Linked DNA regions of Mus musculus: region 2 is linked to region 1. A link is a contact called in public HiChIP or PLAC-seq data. All regions are on one chromosome and are shown on one strand. The core of a region is the stretch at or near the end of the contact, and the rest is flanking DNA. Distances in the headings are between cores, read along the strand shown.

The links. HiChIP or PLAC-seq counts read pairs in DNA pulled down with a chosen protein or histone mark.
Region 2: an H3K27ac HiChIP or PLAC-seq map of embryonic stem cells shows a contact between it and region 1, with 5 times the contacts expected there. The contact joins two enhancer-like sites. A contact is called at or near these places in 13 of 39 promoter capture datasets (the 3T3-L1 cell line, 3T3-L1-derived adipocytes, the C10 cell line and 7 more), 1 of 15 datasets of contacts at CTCF or cohesin (large pre-B cells), 7 of 115 datasets of contacts at active chromatin or transcription factors (DN3 thymocytes, the SCID.adh cell line, bone marrow-derived macrophages and 4 more) and 1 of 9 other capture datasets (embryonic stem cells).

Annotation. Positions count from the first base shown.
Region 1 is chr5:8,485,081-8,492,135 of GRCm38.p6, forward strand. It overlaps Rundc3b (RUN domain containing 3B), which reads right to left. Exons shown (of 11, transcript NM_001347311.1): 11 at 5,256-7,055. Among named protein-coding and RNA genes, the nearest start is that of Slc25a40, 66 kb to the left of the region's middle. Within about 2 kb of position 3,786, at least 35 of the 459 cell types and tissues checked have an H3K27ac peak or open chromatin away from gene starts, as enhancers often do. A contact at or near this core is called in embryonic stem cells, where this site is marked.
Region 2 is chr5:9,162,971-9,170,025 of GRCm38.p6, forward strand. It overlaps the pseudogene Gm24666. Among named protein-coding and RNA genes, the nearest start is that of Dmtf1, 4.7 kb to the left of the region's middle. Within about 2 kb of position 2,536, at least 9 of the 459 cell types and tissues checked have an H3K27ac peak or open chromatin away from gene starts, as enhancers often do. A contact at or near this core is called in embryonic stem cells, where this site is marked.

The DNA of each region.
Region 1 (7,055 bases), core at 2,536-5,035:
AGATGTGAGACATGCAAATGAGGTATGATAATGAGGCTCTGTGAGGTACAGAGAGAGAGAGTAGCCAATCAGATGAGGAACATGCAAATGAGGCGTAGTGCCTAACCAATCCGGGTGTGAGACACGCCTCTCCTAGGCCTATATAAGCAGTACCAGTTCTGGGCTCGGGGTCTTTTCGCCTCTGCAATCAAGCTCTCCCAATAAACGTGTGCAGAAGGATCCTGTTGCAGCGTCATTCTTGCTGGTCGAGTCCAGCGCGCGCAAGACTAGTGCACACACACACACACACACACACACACACACACACACTCACTCATGTGCATGCATGTAATAAAAAATGGTAATGGCCACCAGAAAAAAGCCACACCTATATTAGAGATTCTACAAGGCTGGTTAGAACTTTTTGGTTGTGGTGAGTTGGGATATTGCAGATCCAAAATTGTTCTAGATTGCTTATTATTGCTGTGATAAAACACCATGACCAAAAGAAAACTGCAGAGAAAAGGGATTTATATGACTTACATATACCAATCATTGTCCATCATGAAGGGAAGCCAGAGCAAGAACTCGATGAAGGAACCTGGAGGCAGGAACTGAAGCAAAAGCCATAGAGGAATGCTGCTCACTGACCTGTTCCTCATGGCTTGCTCAGCTGCTTTTTTTCTTTTTGTTTGTTTTAAACCTTTAATTGATTCTTTGTGAATTTTACATCATGCACTCCAATCTCACTCATCTCTGTCCCTTCATATCTACCCCATCCTTGCAACCTCCCTCCAAAAAGAAGAAAAAAATCTTATGGAAGCTATAGTGAGTCCCAGTGTGTCACCTTTTAGTCCACACTTTGTGCGAAGGTTCATTGCAATGAGTCACTGGTTTGGTTTGAGCCCTCTGGCTCCCTGTAAGGTATCAATACTGAATACTATCAATACTGGAACCTTACAGGGACTAGATATAGCAAATTCTACAAAATCAACAAGATGACAGGACATAAATATGCATCACTCAACAATCACTCTATATTAATGATCTCAGATGGGCAGTGGTGGCGCACGCCTTTAATCCCAGCACTTAAAAGGCAGAGGCAGGTGGATCTCTGAGTTCGAGACCAGCTTGGTCAACAGAGCAAGTTCCAGAATAGGCAGGGATACACAGAAAAACCTTATCTTAAAACAAACAAACAAATTAATGGTCTCAATTCACCCACTGAAAAGACACAGTCTAAACTAGTGTATTAAAATACAGGCCTCATCCTTGTGTGTGTTCATGAACCTTACTTGATCATAAAAGACAGATAAAGCAGATAATACTTTAGAGGACAGAGTAGAGAATGGATTCCAGGCAAATAGATCTAGGAATAAAGGAGTTTTCATATCTGATAAAATAGACTTGAAACCAAAACTAGTTGGAAGAGATAAAGAAGGCCACTTTGTAATGACTAAGTGAACAATCCACCAAGAAGACATTACAATTCTAAACATCTACATAGCAAGTGTGGGTGCCTCTGATGTCATAAAACAAGACACCAGCAATGGTATAGTCAGCAGCATAATGGTGGGAGATTGTGATAGCCCATTCTAATTAATTGATAGATCATGCAGGCAAAAGGTAAACAGAACATATAAATTAAATGAGATCATATATCATAGATTTAAGAGACATCTATTTAATATTCTACTTGAACACTCAAGAGTTCATATTTTTTTCAGTAGCCCACGCAACTTTATCTAAAATAGATAATATATTAGGACAGAGTACACACTCTTAACAAATAGAGGGAAACTGGAAAAGCTCCTGTATTTTATCTGACCACAATTGACTAGAACTGCAGATTAATAGCAAGAGGAACTACAGAATAGTCACAAACTCAGGGAGACTGAACAACACCACTGAATGATAGATTGGTCAGTCAATGCAGAGATCAAAAAAAGAGATCAGCAATTTACAGAAATAAAAGAAAATAAAAACACAACAACAAAATCTTAATGACAAACCTGAGGGACCTGGAAAAACCAGAAAGACCAAACTCAAAATCAGTTTGAAAGAAATAATTAAAACAGGGCAGAAATAGATGAAATAGAAATGAAAAATTATAAAAATTACAAGGTCATTTGATCAATTAAGTAAGACTAAATTTGCCAAAGTATTTTCAGACCCAGAATAATAAAACTAGAGAAAAAGAGAGCCATTATGATAGATACAAATGAAATTCAAAAGAATTACTAGGAGTGATCTTAAAAATATATTCTGTTAAATTGGAAAGATCTAAAATAAATGGATGAATGTTTAGATGTATATGACCTACAAAAATTAATCCAAATGAGATAAACAGATAAGAATTAATAGAGCTGATGCAGTAATAAAAACATCTGGATTAAAAAAAAAGCAGGCAAATTCAGCTTTGTCTTGTACAAATACACTACAAAGACATCAGAACTTAGAAAATACTTAATGACATTAGTTAGTTGTCTTTTGTGAAACTTTAAGCACTGAATAACGCAGTGAAAGAAAACACTAGGCCTAAGACTCAGGAATAAAATCTGGACCCTGTCTCTGGACACCAAGATGCAGAACACCTATAAAAAGCAAGTTGAGCCAGTCAGGTACCATGCTACCCAGTCAGACAGACCACACCAGAGAAGACCCCCCAGCCAGTGTCATGCAGGCCTGGCTGGGTAGTCCATGCCTTAGGCAATCCATGTCCAGTGAATGGGTGGGACATAACACTCCTGAGATGACACCAGAAACACAGAGGCCCCAGGCATCATTATGATGATGAGCAAGTAGTGGTGGAGAGACAGAGAGGGAGAGGGATGTTTGTACAGTGAAGGGAGGTAGAACTGCTGAGAGTGTGAAGAACAGCCTGATGAGGGTGGCTGGTGATGCCACCTGGGGTTATGGTGGGGTCCTGGCCCATGCTGCCAGCCAGGGCCATGTCTAAGTTCATGGACCTGCAACAGCAGGGGTCTATTCCCACCAAAGGCCAGGCGGATGTCCATAGTCTCCAACTGCAGTACTCAGGAGAAGGGGCCCCACATCTCACCCAGGGAGCAGAGCAAAGCTGGCCCTGGTTGCTGGGGGGTTGTGAGTGAGCTGGTCCTGGGGTGTAAGTGTGGGAGAGCTGGCCTGGCCACTTGTCTAATGTGTGGTGCTGTGGCAAGGGAGAGATGCCCTCCCCCACCTCACCACCTATGGAAGATGGGAGAGCTGGCCCCCAAGGTCATGAGAGCAGGAGAGCTGTCTCCGAGCAGTACTCAGCAGGCCCTCCTGGTCAGCACAGTAGAGCTGTCCTTGGTTGCAAGGGGTCACATGTAAGCCAGTCCCAAAGCATGAGAACAAGAGAGTTGGCACAGCCCCTTGCTGGGTGTAGTACTTGGGAGAGCAGCCCACACCTCAACTGGACAGCAGAGCTGGCCCTGCTGGGTTGGGATGAATCGGCACGAGGGCATGAGAGTAGAAGAGCTGGCTCTGCCTCTTGCTGGCTGCAGCATTGGGTGGGCTAGTCAGTGTTCTGCCAGAGAGCTCTCCCATGGTGGTTTCAGTATGGGGGAGCTGGTGTACTGACCAGCTCAGCTACAAGCCAGGCCCAAATCCAGGACTTTAACATTGACCCTCCCCAACATCTACCCCATCTATGAACTGTCGAAGAGTGCGAAAGGGCCAGTCCTGCAATCCAAAACTACAGGATCTCCATGACACAGGGCAGTGACAGGATATCCCAGAGGAGTCCCAGGGAGGCTCCAGTATTGATAGTATAACAGAAGCCAGAGTTCTGGAACCAGACCAATAGATGCACTGCAGAAAGCATTTGCAAGTAAAGCTGCTGAGACAAAAGGGTGTACTGTGGGATACACAGCTGCACAATACAGCTTCCACAATAAGAACAAAAGGGTGTACTGTGGGATACACAGCTACACAATACAGCTTCCACAATAAGAACAAAAGGGTGTACTGTGGGGTATACAGCTACACAATACAGCTTCCACAATAAGAACAAAAGGGTGTACTGTGGGGTACACAGCTACACAATACAGCTTCCACAATAAGAACAAAAGGGTGTACTGTGGGATACTCAGCTACACAATATAGCTTCCACAATAAGAACAAAAGGGTGTACTGTGGGGTTCATGGCTACAGAATACAGCTTCCACAATAAGAATTTTTTCATTTGGGGTAGATCTAATATATTTAAATGTTTTATTGTCTCTGGTTGCCTTTATCTTGTCAGAAAGAACAAAGAGCACTACTAAACTCATTTTATGAAACCATAATCAACCTGATACCAAAACTGCATGAAGACATAATAAAAAAGGAAACTATAGTCCAGTCTCCTTAATGAACATAAATCAAAAAAATCTGCAGAAAACACTTGCAAATTGAATGTGAAAACATAATTTGATTTGCAATTCTTACTGCAGATAGAACACTTTGCCAGATTGCTGAAACATGTCACCAGACTCTGAGGGCCACTGCCTTGTTAACAGGAAAAGGGCTTATACACAGTTTAGGCTGAGTTTAATAAAAAAAAAAAAAATCAGCTACTCTCTGCCGTGCCTGTATCTATGTTACAACACACAGTGGGGGAAGCCAGGAAATACACTGTTCGCTACATATCATGTATATAGATATGTAGACTGATACATACTGTGATGAGAAGGACTCTTTGGAAAGAATCCCCAAGTCCGTTATACATCAGTCCTGGTGCTCCTGGAGAGGTTCAAAAAAATGAATAAAGGAATATAGGAGACATCTGTTTTATACTCAGTGCCTTATATTCTTTACTACAAATTTTAATTACATCATATGGCCACATGATGGCAACATGTTAACATATTTCCAGGCCATGACTATAACCGTGTCCGGGTTTTGCCTGTAAACTACGAGTTGACTGGACTTTATCTTTCCCTCTACTCTTTGGTTCTTGAATTATAAGAAATTCAGAATATATCAGAATTTCTGTCAGTTTTATATTAGAGAGTTGTGATGTCACTAAGGGATAGGAATTTTTCAACTTCTCTCAGTTACTTGGGACCATTGTCCTATATGTAGTCAGTAACTCTCAAAATGTCATGTGCTATATAAGGAATATTTTAAAAGTATGTATAATATTCAATCTCAACAGAAGGGTTTTCTCCAATCATATCCATTAGTGTGTTGGATTTAATTAGTCCTCAATATTTATTCTATGTGCTGAAATGGAAGTTCAGTAAACACTTGAACCAGGTAACTATATTTGTCAAGGAAAAAGACCAGTACTGTATGGTTAAAAAAATCTTTAATATACATGCAACAAATATAGTACATCGAGGCAACAAAATACAGATGGAAAGATAGACATAGCCAGCATTCTTTGTGGAGTTCTGAAAAATAAACAGTACCACTGAAAATTAAAGACTGAGACACTGTTCACTCATGCAAGCGTTACAAACTGCCTGTAGCTCGAAACCAACTGCAGAAACTTGGGTTCCACAGTAGCAGATGAACTTTATATCAAGAGCTCCAATAATGGAGGGAAAGCCATGATCCTCAGGTGTCATGTCTCAGTCCGCAGTTCGCAGCAGGGATATGTCACAAACTAGTGCTTCTATCGGACAGATCTGAAAAAGTGTACCAACTGGGGAATCTTGTATTCCCTTCTACTTTATAAAAATGTATGAAAAGATCTTACCAAGGTTTTATATCTGAAAAATCATAAATGACAGGTGAGAGCAGGCCGTGGTGATAAAGCAGTAAACACTTTGACTTTCTTAGGAAAGTAGAGGTGCGCCCACGGCCAGCCTAAATTCCCAATGTTCTCATGACCATCTAAGTCCTCATGCAGCCTGCTGCAGGCCTGCTGTCTTTATTTGCTATTCCTGACACTACTTAAACGTGGCTTTGGCCACTGTACACTTAATATGGTGCACACAGATCAGAGAAGATGGAGGTGCTCTGTTTTAATGCATCAGCCTCAGGAAGAAATTGCTCAGTTTGTTCTGAGTCACCCGATGCAATGTCTGTCATGAGCTTGCAGGCCTCCTTTGCCCCAGAGATTAGTGTCTGCACTGCCTCACATGTGACACTGGTCATGTTACTATTGATTGATTCCACACCATGAGACTGCGCTCCAAGCACTTCCCAGAACCTCCCACCCCTACACTTTGGATAGAAGGAGTGAACCTGTGAGTTCAGCACTCCCCAGGAAGCTTTAGGAGGGATGCACTTCCTACTTGTCACAGCTGCTAAGTTTAAATATAAAAATCAACAGACAAGAGTGAGCACTGTGGCCCCTTCATGAAACAGTATAGGAAATGTCTTTGGCACACTTGTTTTCCTCCTAGGACTCACTATAGAATACACACTTCATACGTGTTTATTTTCAATAGGGTGGAATTTTTAGGGACACATGTAGCTGTTTTAAAAATTGTAAAAAAAAAAATTGAAACACAGCTCTTTTTAAAAAACCTGTTTTCCTACAGAAGTATAGTTTTGTTTTTTTTTAAACACTAAGATCAATTTGAAAAATGAGAAATCATGGCATAGTGGTAATGGCTATGAAACACCCAGTATGTAAGTCATTGTTGCACACAGGGAAAATAGCATTGTAGCTCCAATGTATATCCACAGTCAGACATCCTGGTTACTCTGCAGCTCTTTAAAAATCATTATCAAGTCATTCATTAAACTGGAAACTTCTGAGGTTAGTAACCCCTTGCCAACATTAGTTCTGAAGTTTGAAATGTTTCCAATGTCTTAGGCATACCTGGGAAAAGATGCTTTTCCTCCATACCTGACAAATTAAGTCAGCAACCGCCTAAAAAGGCACAATTCTACAAACTTTATGAAATGCTAAAAGTTGGTACCAACTGGTAAAAGGAAAGCTTAACGAGCCACTGTGTAGTTGTGGCTGGAGACTTCCCCTTACAGCATGGTACACAGACATCAGAGTGCAGGAAGTACTTCATGGAATTAGTTGCCTTTTGTGCAAATTTAACCACCAAATAAAGGAGCGAAAGAAACTGCTAAGCTTAAGTCTCTGGAGTAAAACCTGGACCTGGTCTCTGGACACCAAGACGCAT
Region 2 (7,055 bases), core at 1,286-3,785, 680 kb after region 1:
GCAGATACACGTTATACTTTGCTTTCCTTTCACTACTAGTGATACACAAAGTCCCATTCCTAATCAAGAAGCTGTTTGCAAATGGTAGATCTGGGGAAAGGGAAAATCATTTTTTCCCCCCAGGGGAGTGAAATTAGATGTATCAGGCATACTCTTAAATCAAGCAAGGTTCATAGGAGTTGATGGCCAATGCAATTTGGAATCACAAGTTTTTTACAGCAGCTTTATTCACATTTGCCAAAACATGCAACCAACCAAGAGGCTAACCAGGAGGTGAATGAATAAACAAGCAGGCACATCTATTCAACAGAACTTTATTTGGCACTAAAGTAGTGAAGAATTAAAATATATGTTACGTAGTAAAGAAAAATCATCCAAAAATTGATGTATGCTAAGACTATGCCATTCTGATTGTCTTATTTTTCTACTGTTATGAAGAGACACCATGGTGAAGGCATTTTACAGAAGAAAGTTTTAATTGGGGCTTGCTTACAGTTTTAAATGATGAGTTTATAATCATCACGGACGGAGGGGAGCATGGCTGCAGGCAGGTAGGAATGGGGCTTGAACAGTCCTTGAGAGCTTACATTCTTAATTGCCGAGCCATTTGGGTATGTGTAGGCTTCTGAAAGCTCAAAGTCTGCACCCAGTGGCATGCCATTTCCAACAAGGCCACACCTAATCCTTCCCAAAGAATTTCACCAACCAGAGACCAGACATTCAAACATGTTAGCCTGCAGGGGCCATTCTCATTCAATCTGCCAGTGGTGATATTCTGTAAAGGGCATTGCTATGGAGACAGTAAAATTAGTGCATCCAGGGGTGGAGAAAATGAATAATGTGCGGGGGTTCCTATAGCATCAAGGGCTCTGTGTGCTGCTGAAATAGCATGCCTTTATAGTTGCAGCAAAACCCACAGGTCTGATAGATAAAATAGAATGAACTCTAACATAAACTATATCTTCTGTATTAATGGTGTGTCAGTATAGGTTCATTCGTTATAACAAATGCCCACTCTTGATTGTGTGTGTGTGTGTGGGAAGCCGTGAGGTATGTAGGAATTTTCTCTACTTCCTGCTTAATTTTGTGAATGTTAAAAAAAGTCTTTGTTAAAAAATGCTAAGAAAGGGCTAAATAACCCTGAACTTGAATAATGTAAGTCAACATTCTCTGTGTTCCTGTGTGTTGTTCATATGTGTTAAACTCATGTAATCAAATACTTAATTGAAGGTTCTACAAGTGAGTAACATTTTACTCAGGAACCAAATGCAGTTGTAGAGTGTGTCCAGGTCACACAAGCAAGGGGTACACTCAAAATTGTAGCCTACTCACCCTGCTCTATTTCAAAAATATACTTTGGCAAGTGTCACCTCATGATGAAAACAAAACATAGCCAGGAGCTGGAGAGATGGCTTAGTGGTTAAGATTACTGACTGCTCTTAATATATATATATATATATATATATATATATTTATAAATATCTTCACTAAGCCAAAGTAGTAGTCACACTTAAATTTCAGACTTCCAGCTTATTCTTATCCACAGAATCTTAGGTAAGCTTGCACTCTACTGACATACAAGATACGGAGGGAGACGTATGGAGGACAGGGTATAGAGCTTCCATGCCATCTTTAGATGTGTCACATTCCGAAAGTGTATATATCTTAAGATATCCAGAAGCGATTCAGAACCCTACCCTGGGTTTATGGAGGCCATATTCAAATGTGTGATTGTGCAAAAGGGTATGATCAGAGGCTAAAACTCTTGAGTCAGAAAATCTAGCAAGGCTTGTAGATTTAGTTCTTTTTGTTTCTTTTTTTTTAATATGCAAAAATTTATTTGACCAAGATGTAGAAAAAGTGATACTATTATGTATGATACAATAGCAAGAACGTAAAGAACAGAGTATATTTTATCAATTGCACAGTTTGCTCAAAGTTCATCTCCCTGGTAGTGTGATGCTTAATAAATAGGAGTGAGGCGCAGGGTTCAGATAAGCTAGAAGCAGGGTGACTTTCAGTCGGGACTGTAAACTTGAGTTGGCCCCGCACTGCTGGGGAACGTGGAATGTTAGAGTGTGAGATGTTAACTGAGAAAGGAAAACTACAAAGCCAAAAAAGGAAAAAAAAAAAAAAAGTGCAGCCTACAGAGCACCTCACATCCAATTCAATCCGGAGGTCTTGGTCTTTTATTAGTGTCATTCCCGAAGGAATTCAAGTCTTGGCAAAGTCAAGCTTCCATTTGTTGTTCCCGGAACAATGGAGATGAAGTTAAGCCAATTTCTTTTTCCTTCAGTACTTTGCTGCTGGAAAGACCTTTTGTTGCCCAACACTTGGTAATACAACAATGCTCAATGTATTGAAGGCTACTAACCTTCGCTGTGTAGCTCTGGCTGAAAAGGGTTGGACTCTGCCATAGTCCCTGCTGGGCATATCACTAGACCACCGCAGAAAAGTCCAGGAACAAGACGCTTGCTCCTCAGCCGGGCGTGGAGGTGCACGCCTTTAATCCCAGCACTTGGAAGGCAGAGGTAGGCGGATTTCTGAGTTCGAGGCCAGCCTGGTCTACAGAGTGAGCTATAGGACAGCCAGAGCTATAAAGAGAAACCCTGTCTCGAAAAACCAAAAAAAGACACTTGCTCCTCAGAGAACAATTTTGGAGCTACTGGAAGATGTAACATGGAACAGCACTAAAGCTCAGTCAGAAGGCACATGGGCAACAGTGATCACCCCAGGATTCTCGCTTGGAATGCTTAAAGGACAGTCTGTTCTGCACGGGGGAGTGTGGAGCAGACTCAGTATGATCAGGCTAGTCTAGTTGTGCTTTATAACTTCCCATAGGAGACTGTTAATTTTCGCTGTGGGTGGAAAATTTCTGCATGTTTTCTTGTGACAACCCCTAGCCTCACAAAACTTCCCCAACAGCAGCCAGCTATGATTAGATACTTGAGCCTGTGCTTCAAAGTGTGGGGCTGACTACTTCCCAAGAACCAAATGCCCTCAGCCGTAAGCAACTATGCTCAGTGTGAAATTCCCTGCCTATCTTAGGAATAAATGCAATTTAAGAATAAGAATAATCAGAGTAGCTGGTGTATGGCATTATTTTTTTATGGCCCTTGAAATGGGATCCTTCAGATAGGGGTCTTATTTTTTATTTCAAATAAAGTAGAGAAAAAAATTTATTTCTGTCTGGAAAACAGAAAGGCGAGGAAAGATTATTGTTTAAGACAATTTTCTCTGTAGATCTCCAGACAGCTCATTGAGATAGCTCAGCTCTCAAAGACCAAAGCCCAGTCTTTTATTTACATATCAGTTTAGTTATTTACTTCTGCCTCCATTTTGACTAGCCCACAAATCAACATTCCTTGTCCCCAGCCCACTGATTGGAAAAAAAAATGCAGTGGTGGTGGAGGAACAGGGCCCCGGGTTGAGGGAAAAAAAAATGACAACAAGCGCATTTTTTTTTAAACATTGCAAATGAATTCAGAGAACTGCTTACCTTTGTAAGCACAGACAATAAACTTATCTGGGTGGCATCCCATCCAGAGATTACCATTCTGACCCTGCCTGGACCTAAATTCACTGAGCCCCTGACCGACCTTGAACTCAGGAATCCGCCCACCTTTGTATCTGCCGGCTCTTTTTAACTTTCTGAAGAGCTGGCACGTAGTGCAGCTGCCTCGGTTCTTTAAGGTCCATGAAGCCCTTCCTATGATTCATATTGCATCCTTATATTTTGCACAGTCGATAAATTATATATTTTTGAACTCATGTTTTCAGAGTTCATTCCCATAGCCTGAAGGACTGTCCTGAAGGTCACATGTTTACTTTTTTTTTTTTGGCTAAGGACATAGACCTACCCTCACCTCTCAGACTCGTGCTGTTTCTGATTATTATGGAGTCATTAACCTTGGTAGAGAGGACATTCCCCTTTAATCATGTCAGGGAAAATTTTTCCCAATAACTTTGGCTGGGAGACTATTTCCTGAAGGAGAAACATGAACTAATATATCTACATATTTTTATACAAACAAGCCTCGTGCCCAACAATCCTCAACACTCATGGAGACCCACACCCTCCTGGATCTGCTCCAGGGTCGAGAAAACATGTCACACTGTCTCTTCCATGCAGGACCGTGCAGGACTCAACATCACCTGATATTGGGAAGACAAATTCTAGTTTTTACCAACTGCCTTGGATTGGGAGTTTTGACTAAGGAAGCATAACAAAACATGATAAGTCATAATAATGATATTTAAAATGTAAATCTAGCATTACAGTAATACCTCTAGACTTTTAACCTGAATAATTATTATAAAGATTTTCTAGAATGTGATTTGAATTCCAGAATACCTGTCTGTAGTTACACCTACTTTTCTTCTTAGTCAGAGTGCAGTGAGATTATGCATAAGATTTTAAATATACTTGAATTTAAGTAGGGTTTAGGTGTCTTATAGAAAAAATAAAGATGAGAAATATTGCCGTCCCAAGCAGAAATTATGGCATAAAAACATTTACAGCTTACTAATGGCTTTTGCTCTGTGTGATTTCCTGTGTTCCCTGTGTTGGATAAGATTCATGAACGTCATTGTGGATTCAGTGCTGATGGCGTTTCCTCCCTTACTGTTTTCTCTTCTCTTCACCGCTGTCGCCACCCCCACTCCACTTGATTTTGAGACCTGCTCTTCCTCAGAGCTGAGACTGTTGTTGAAGTCAGGATCCTCTTGCCTCAGTCTCCTGAATGCTAGTGTTACAGGCACAGGTCCCCATATACGTTAACTTTCTCTTTTTAAAAGTTAAGTCATTAATATAAAAGTATCTGGACTACGAAGGTGTGGATTCTGTTTCATGTTCTTTACTATGTATTCAAACATGGAAGTAGATGGTATGTTACAGACAAAAGATATTTTTCAAAGTAAAAGGAAAATCCTCTGTAATTTTTCTTTCTGTACAGTGTATGAATCCTGTTACTATGCTGTTGGCATCCCAAAGCTTTGGGGGAACTGATGGGGACCCTAATGCTTGTGCAGCAATGAGCAGTTTGCTCTGTGCAGCCCCCACCTCACTCTGGCTCAGATTCTCCAGGAAGGCTTTCCTCTGGGCTGTAAATGAATTCCAGCCCAAAACCCTTTTTCTCCAAATCCTTTTTTGTGTCTCTGTCTCATTTCTATACTCTAATTCTTTAACCTGGGGGAAAAAAAAACCTCCCTTTGCCCTTTTCAGTTCCTTTTCTTTTGCAGTAGATGATGCTGAGAGTGATTGGGTTATTAAGAAAGAAAATTGTTGAAACATGTTCCAGTTGTTCAACAACTGGAAAATTTCAGTTGTCATGGGAATGGAGGTCTAAGGTTTCATACACTTCTATCCAGTGAGGAGTAAAGCAGGGATAGTATGAAATTATACTGTACACAGAGAACATCAGGCCTTGCTGAGAAAGGATTGAAGCAGAGCCTAGAAAAATGAGCACAAATATCACAAAAGGGGCTGGGAGATGGAAGATGTTTGTCCGTAATAGTGCAATAAAAACATATTTATAGAAAGTTACTTTCCTATATAGCACAAAATAACAATGGCACACCTCATGCAAGTGATAGATCAAGTCCTGTTCAGATATTACCTGACTTTAAAATTTATTTGCCTTTGGAAAGAACATAAGATCAACCATCTTGCTAAATTCTTTTAGTATGAATGTATGAAGCCCTATGACTTAATATGACTTAGTATAACCATGAAGCACTTAATTTAGTATTAATGTATGAGCGCTCTCTCTCTCTCTCTCTTTCACACACACACACACTGTATGTGTTCAATCCTGTACAGAATGTTTCTGGACCTTAGTTATCTATCTTAAGATTTTATGCCCATTAATAAGTAATTCCCATTTCCTCTTTCCCTCAATCCCTTGTGACTACAATATTGCTCTTTGATTTTATGAATCTTTGATTCTACAAGTTTGACTATTTTAGACACTTTATTTAAGTACAATAATGTATTTGTTTCTGTGGCTGACTAACTTCATTTTGCATCATATATGCAAAGTTTATCCATGTTGTTAGATGTTGCAGAACTTCCTTCTTTTTAAAGGCACTATATCACTTCTCAGCCTTTTGTCTAAGATCAAGTGTGGTATCTGTTCTTATCAGTTTAAAGAACAGTATTCGTAAGACTAGAGCTGAGCACATGCCCTGACAGAGCCAAGAAGATATATCACCCACCTCTATCATGTGAGAGCTTTAATTTGCCAGCATATGACACAATATTTCAACTTATTGGATAGTTAAAAAAATTGTCTTTAACTAAAGAATTAGAAAAAAACTAAACATTTTTTGCAGTAGTACCTGTCTGCAGAACACAGTCTTTATTTATTTATTTATTATTTATTATTTTTTTATTATTGGGTATGTATTTCATTTACATTTCCAATGCTATCCCAAAAGTCCCCCACACCCTCCCACACCCACTCCCCCACCCACCCACTCCCACCTCTTGGCCCTGGCGTTCCCCTGTACTGAGGCATATAAAGTCTGCACGACCAATGGGCCTCTCTTTCCAGTGATGGCCGACCAGGCCATCTTCTGATATATATGCAGCTAGAGACAGGCGGGGTACTGGTTAGTTCATATTGTTGCAGAACACAGTCTTTTTTGTTTTTTTTTTTTTGAGTATCACCATATTAAGAAAGAAAATAAATGCTGTCATTTACTATTTTTCAAAAGGAAGGTCAGTTTTAACAGTATGTCACATCTGCTGGTTAATTCTTGTTGATTAGATGTGACATTTTAAAGCATATCATTTAACCAGCAGGTGTCTCCATTGTTCAGTGAGATCTTTTTCAGAGTAGTAGCATTACCAGTAGATGGAATTATGGAGGCTTGAATTGCTAGTGATATGTATAGAACAGAAAAGAACTCAGGCCCAAACTCAATAATAAAACCCTAAGAGTAGGTCTTGTGCTCTGAATCCAAATAAGGCAAAGATGTGTTGCAGATTGCTGCTCATTTCTTTCAGTCCGTTTCATGTGCAGCAGAAGAGAAGGAAGTGGGTGCCTTCACCG